2 separate regions of the Lactuca sativa genome follow, and region 1 is linked to region 2. The links are chromatin contacts, called in public Hi-C maps. All regions are on one chromosome and are shown on one strand. The core of a region is the stretch at or near the end of the contact, and the rest is flanking DNA. Distances in the headings are between cores, read along the strand shown. Region 1 holds the start of LOC111895526 (MDIS1-interacting receptor like kinase 2-like). Region 2 holds the start of LOC111895529.

What was found. A called contact is a pair of places that touch in the nucleus more often than the background predicts.
Region 1: a Hi-C map of seed shows a contact between it and region 2, with 9 times the contacts expected there. The contact joins the promoter of LOC111895526 here to the promoter of LOC111895529 in region 2. A contact is called at or near these places in 4 of 4 Hi-C or Micro-C datasets (bud, leaf and seed).

The regions. Positions count from the first base shown.
Region 1 is chr5:357,944,194-357,947,500 of Lsat_Salinas_v11, forward strand. LOC111895526 (MDIS1-interacting receptor like kinase 2-like) reads right to left here and starts at 1,767. Exons shown (of 2, transcript XM_023891613.3): 1 at 1-1,767. The coding sequence starts at 1,732. LOC111895522 (a long non-coding RNA gene) reads left to right here and starts at 2,853. Exons shown (of 2, transcript XR_006183849.2): 1 at 2,853-3,307.
Region 2 is chr5:357,788,973-357,792,177 of Lsat_Salinas_v11, forward strand. LOC111895529 reads left to right here and starts at 1,935. Exons shown (of 3, transcript XM_023891617.3): 1 at 1,935-2,210; 2 at 2,338-2,500; 3 at 2,594-2,903. The coding sequence starts at 2,086. The coding sequence ends at 2,722.

The sequences.
Region 1 (3,307 bases), core at 517-3,016, 160 kb after region 2:
TTTCTCCGGTAAGCTGGTTATCTTCGAGTTTTAAAACACCTAACCTTTGTAAGTTTCCAAGCTCAGACGGGATTTTTCCGGAGATTCTGTTCCTTCCCATATCCAGATTGATTAGGTTTTGTAATTTTCCAAACCGGGGACTGATTTCACCTGTAAACTGATTACCACCAACATCTATGTATGAGAGATTAAAGTGCGCAGCACCAAGTGTTTGTGAAATGTCCCCAGAGAAGCTGTTTCCATCCAGTCTGATCCGATGCAGCCTTGTGCAGTTCCTTATGCAATCCGGTAACAACCCCGTGAAATTGTTGCCATTCACAGTGAACACCTCAAACTGAAAACCACTACACAATTCAGAAGGTAGTTCTCCAGAGAAACTGTTGTCTCCTAATCTAACATTTATCAGAAAAGGATTGTTCTTCCCTAATTCTGCTGGAATACCTCCCCAGAAATCATTCTCAAACAGAGAAAGATCAGTAAGGTTAGTAAGTTTAGAGAGAGTAACAGGCAACTGTCCAGTCAATCGGTTGCTGTTGAGTTCAAGTTTAAGCAATGAAGTCAAGTTTCCGATCTCCGGTGGAATTGTTCCACTGAGATTATTGCCGGAGAACTGCATGGTTTGAAGGTTTGCCAAGTTTCCAATGGTTAAAGGTATTGAACCTGAAAGTTGGTTTCTTGAAAGAGCCAACATCTCAAGGTTTTCCAAGTTCCCAATCTCCATAGGTATGGGCCCTGTGAAATTGTTATTGTACAGAAAGAGAATCCTGAGATTTGTCAAGAGCCCAATCTCGGGTGGGATCTCCCCACTGAAAAGATTAAATTGAAGCTGCAAGGAGACCAATTGAGTCCAATTGGTGATGAAATCAGAAGAAATCTCACCAGAAAGATTGTTTTCAGAGATACCAAGTTCAGAAATCTTTGTCAGATTTGATAAAGACAAAGGCAATACCCCGGAAAGAGAGTTGTTAGCTAGTGCTAAGAATGTGAGATTAGAACAGAATCCAAGCTCAGAAGGAATTGAAGAATTGAGTTGATTTGAGTGGAGATCTAACTCCCGAAGATTTTGAAGCTTACCAATAGAAGAAGGGATCTTTCCTACAAATGAATTATTATACAATTCAAAAATTTCAAGATTGGACAACAAATCCAAATCCTGTAAAATATGGCCTGAAAAAAGGTTGTCTCCTAGCCTTAGATGTTTCAAGTTTGAAAGATTGTAAAAGCTCGTGGGCAATGGACCTTGAAACAAATTCTCTGTGAGATTAAGGTATCGGAGGTGTGTCAGCTTTCCAATCTCTGATGGGATTTCATCTTTGAAATTATTTGAGCTCAAATCCAAGAACATGATGCTGGAGAGGTTGCCAATGGAAGATGGAATCGACCCACCAACATTGTTATTGCTTAAATCAAAGTGAGTAAAATTTGGGAATGAAGAAAACTCAAATTCTGTTAGTGTTCCAGAAAGAGATGAATTTTGGAGGGTAATTTTGGAAACCAGACCACCTTCATTGCAGACAATACCAGTCCAGTTGCAGACGTTCTGAATGTTTCTTGAAGACCATGAATTCAGCAAAGCATCAGAAGAAGATGATGATGATGATAATAAGGTACGCTTCCATCTAACAAGAGCTTCTGCTTGTGTTGTTGATGTTGATATGGTCTTTAATGGCAGAAAAGAAAGTAAGGCAATATAAAGGAGCAGATTCATAATGTTTTTTTTAAATGTTGCCATGAATGGTTTGGGTTTTGTTGAAGCTTTTTCATGCTCATAATATTTTATAGTGCTTTTTCTAACTCGTCAATGATAGGTAATAAATAGGACAAATTTGTACTATACATGTGAACTCATATTGGGGGTCAATAATCATATTAATAACACTTCAAACGTGTCATCCAAATGCATCCAAGCTATTCAATCAGTTTCATATATAGTATATTTTTTAAATCCAGTCAAAAATGTTTGAATGACTGTGACATTTTAAAATGACAAAAATACCCTTCTAAAATAGAAAAATAAGACATAGTTGGTAAGAGGAGAGTGGAGACCAACGTGTGGGTATTCTCCTTATGGTCTTCGTCTTCACTGAAATGTTTGAAATGCATTTATATTTTGTTGATGAACTTTGTCTTCTCAGGTCTTCTTCTATTCCTATTTATAATTGACTTAAATTTGTTTTATGTATAAGTTTATAACAATGACATGATCCTTGACGTCACTAAAATTTACGTACATGTCATTCAAGTAAAAAAAAAAGACTACCTAACTTATCGTTGGTGTCATTTACACCAGATATGGGACAAAAAGCCCAAAAACTAAAATTGAACATTTCATAATTACAATTATAATATCACAATAAAACATCGTTCATATTTTTTACGATCAAAGATATAACAACAAAAGAGATTGCTTTGTAACTGAATGTGTGGGGTTATTTTGTGGCTTACAATTAAGTCTAGGGTCCAGGTGTGAAAAGTCCAATAAAATGTCAAAAGTCTTCTGACCTTGACCATTTAAATGAAAGGGTATAGAGACATTTTTTTGTTATAATTTATGGATAACACTTAAAAAATGGTCCTATGGTGGTTCGTAATTTTTTGTTGCAGGAAACTTGTCTAAACCCTCAAACTTTGTAGAATTTTTTTTATCCATTCAAAAATTGAAATGACTATTATATCTTTTTATTTTAATATTTTACTAATTAAAAAAATAAGAGAAGGCCTAAACATCCATGTCCCTGCCTACCCCTCTCTCTCTCAAAATATATATATATATATATATATATATATATATATATATATATATATATATATATATATATATATATATATATATATATATATATGAGAGAAAATCGAGAACATTTCAGAACCACTAAATATTTTATAATTAAAAATATATTTAAAAAATTATCCATCTACCCAACCCAACCACCAACACTCTTCTGAAACTACACCACCATAGAGATCAAGGCCATTGCCGTCATTAGAACCACCGCATCATCGCCTCTCTCTCTCTCTCCTCTTGGATAAAGGATTGTCTCCATTCTCCATCACTGAACATGGCCAAACATCGTTGATTTTCTGATCATTCACGTAGGGTTTCAAAAGGAGATTATGATCGATTCAACATCAAGATAATCTATTATCAGTAAAACATCAAATTCAAACGTTCGTGTAATCACATACATTCTCCATATTAGGTTTTTATCGCACTCAATCCTCTTTCATATTCGTTATCTGATTCGGTCTTGCATTCAATTTTGCATTCTTAATATATGAACGATTAGTCAATCGGTGGAAAGAATTC
Region 2 (3,205 bases), core at 685-3,184:
CTTTGACTTACCTAGTTGTATCTCCGATGAAAGCTACACTTAGAAAATGATGTGTTGCATTTTCAATAGGTGTTTACCCATTTAAGGGCACCACTGATGAACGATGGTTACTGTAGTGTGAGGGCATGACATCTTTGATATGTTATGTGGTTATAGAGTTCCAGGAAGCACTAGCCTATGTTTCTTTACAAAAATGGGTAGCTAAAGAGAATGACGAATAATGAGTCGTAACCTTTCCCTTTAACTATAAATTTTGTATGAGGTACACCATATCCCTAATTGTTTATTGTATATAGATAGTAATGATGTGTACATGCACTTGTTTCACTAGATAAAAAGGCATGGGAGTATGTGATAAAATTGTATATTGTAATGAAAGTACCATCGTCCATTTATTTAAGGGAAAATGACTTATAATGGTAATTATGTTTCAAAATCATTCACAAAACGTCATTTAAGTTTGATATGTTCAAAAAACATCTAATTAACGTCTTTGTACAAAAAAAATACCAACGAACTACATATTTTGTTTAAATGTCACCTTATGGTGACCGACATTTACCGGTAAAAATTAATTAAGACAAAAAAACAAAGGAAAATGAATCAGGATGGTAACTATGTTTCAAGAAACGTTCAAAAAACATCATCCAAGTTTGGTCTGTTAAAAAAACACCATCTAAGTAAGGTCTTTGTACAAAAAACGCCAACAAACTATATGTTTTTTCAAATGTTACTCACTAGTAACCGACTTTTGCAGGTTAAATGATGATTTCGCCTAATTATTATGACATGGCATGATAATTAGTGATATGACATTAATTGATATATTTCTTTTTTTATAAATCGAATTAGGGTTTCTTCATGAACGAATGACTTCTTCTTCACCTCTTATTGTTTATTCTTCTACTAAATCGATGATCACCAAGTCAAGCTTACACATTTAAAAAGACACAGAAAATATTTGAAGATACATACATACCCTTGTGGATATAGACATCCTTCTCGAATTTGGACATCAACTACAAAGACTAATCTTGGTAAAAAGTTCGGGGGTTTGTCTCAACCGAATGGTAACTTTAACTGAAAGCTTTATCATGTCCTTTTACTATATATTTATTTGGTTATATGATTCATTTTTTGAATATATATATATATATATATATATATATATATATATATATATATATATATATATATATATATATATATATATATATATATAAAAGGTTTTGCTATGGATAGTATAACAAGACCAATATATATTTTTAAATATGTATGTCAATTTGTAATATGGTGAAATGTATTTGTTGTTGTTTGCATCTTGCATGGCTACAAGTCATGACTACACTAGAATGTATTGCAACTATTATGCATCTTCATTCCTTGAGCTATTTATGGAGATGTATCCCCTTGTTTTCACAAATTTTTGTTGTTCTTTTATGAAGAAGTCCTAAATCAATTTTTAAAAGAGGATTGTATCAATTAATGTCATGTCACTGATTACTATGACATATATTAATAGTTAAGTCAAATCATCATTTAACCTACAAGAGCTGGTTAGCAATGGGTAATATTTGAACAAAACATATAGTTTGTTGGTGTTTTTTGTACAAAGACTTTATTTAAATGTTGTTTTTGAACAGACCAAACATGGATGATGTTTTTTGATCGATTTTGAAACATAGTTACCCTCCTGAGTCATTTTCTCATATTTGTTTCCTTCGTTAAATGTCGATTATTATAATGGTGACATTTGAACAAAATATGTAGTTCGAAGATGTTTTTTATACAATGATCTTATTTGAATGATGTAATTGAAGAGACTAAACTTGAATGATATTTTTTTAGAAAGATTTTGAATTATCGTTATAAGTTTTTTTTCCCTATATTTAATTTAAAACATTTAGAGACAAAATATGTATAACTAAAAGCAACGTGTGTTGAAATCAGCTACGTGTCCTCCGGATCCTAGTCAGTACCGATCCATCTTCATCAATTGATTTAATTCCCTTCTCTCATTCTCTGCATGTCTCTCTAAAACTCAGCGCAAATCAAAACAACGAAAAAACTCATAATTAGATCGTAATGGCGTCAGATCTGAAACCGGCTTACGCATACACGGTGGTTTACGTCAAGGATGTTGCTAAATCCGTCGAGTTTTACGGTAAGGCATTCGGATACCCTGTTCGCCGTTTGGACGATTCCCACAGGTATATAAACAAATTCATTAATGGATCGATCCATAATTTCTTGATTATTATGCATATGGTGTAATGAATTCATCAATGGATCGAAATCAGACACGAAATGAAACATGTCGTGGTTGGTTGTTGATAGATGGGGTGAGCTAGAAAGCGGACAGACAACAATTGCGTTTACGCCGGTGCATCAACATGAAACGGATGATCTCACCGGAGAAGTTCAGGAACAGAAATCGAAAACCAGAAGGAACCAACTTGAGGTTTGCTTTGCTTATGCAGACGTGGATGCTGCATACAAGGTGTTTGTCTGTTTGTCTGATAATTAATTTGCCTTTTTGGTGTTTATATATGATAAGATTTTGGATTTGTTTATATGACGGTTTGAATTGCAGAGGGCGGTGGAGAATGGGGCGGAGGCGGTGTGCCCGCCGGAGGATAAAGCATGGGGGCAGAAGGTGGGATATGTTCGCGATATCGATGGGATTGTGGTGAGGATGGGAAGCTTTGTGAAGTCGCGTTGAATCTTGTGCATACACTGTGTGTGCGTGGGGGGTTGTGGTGGGTCATGTGTTAAATAATACTTTATTATATACTAGTAGTATATTTTGTTTTTTTCATTGAGGTTATCGTTTCACCATTTCTTCATAAAACTCATATATGGGATGTTCGCTTGTATGTAATTATCTGAAATTAAAAGAATAAGGACATTAATGTAAACTACAATCATCAGAAGTCAAATACACTATCATATCAAACTAACACTTAGGGTATATGTTGTTAATCTGAATTTTTAAATGGTTGGAAATGTCAATCTGCCATGTGAAATAGAAAGAAAAGAAGAAAAAACATTTGATGAAAAATTATGATATTTTTTATTCATATACATTCACTCTCTTAACAATTAAGAGGGTTATGAATAATTAAGAGTTTAAGACATAAGAGGCTATCAAACGTCTTGAACATGAAAAATTAAATGTTAGTCTTTTAATTTTTTTTTTTTAATT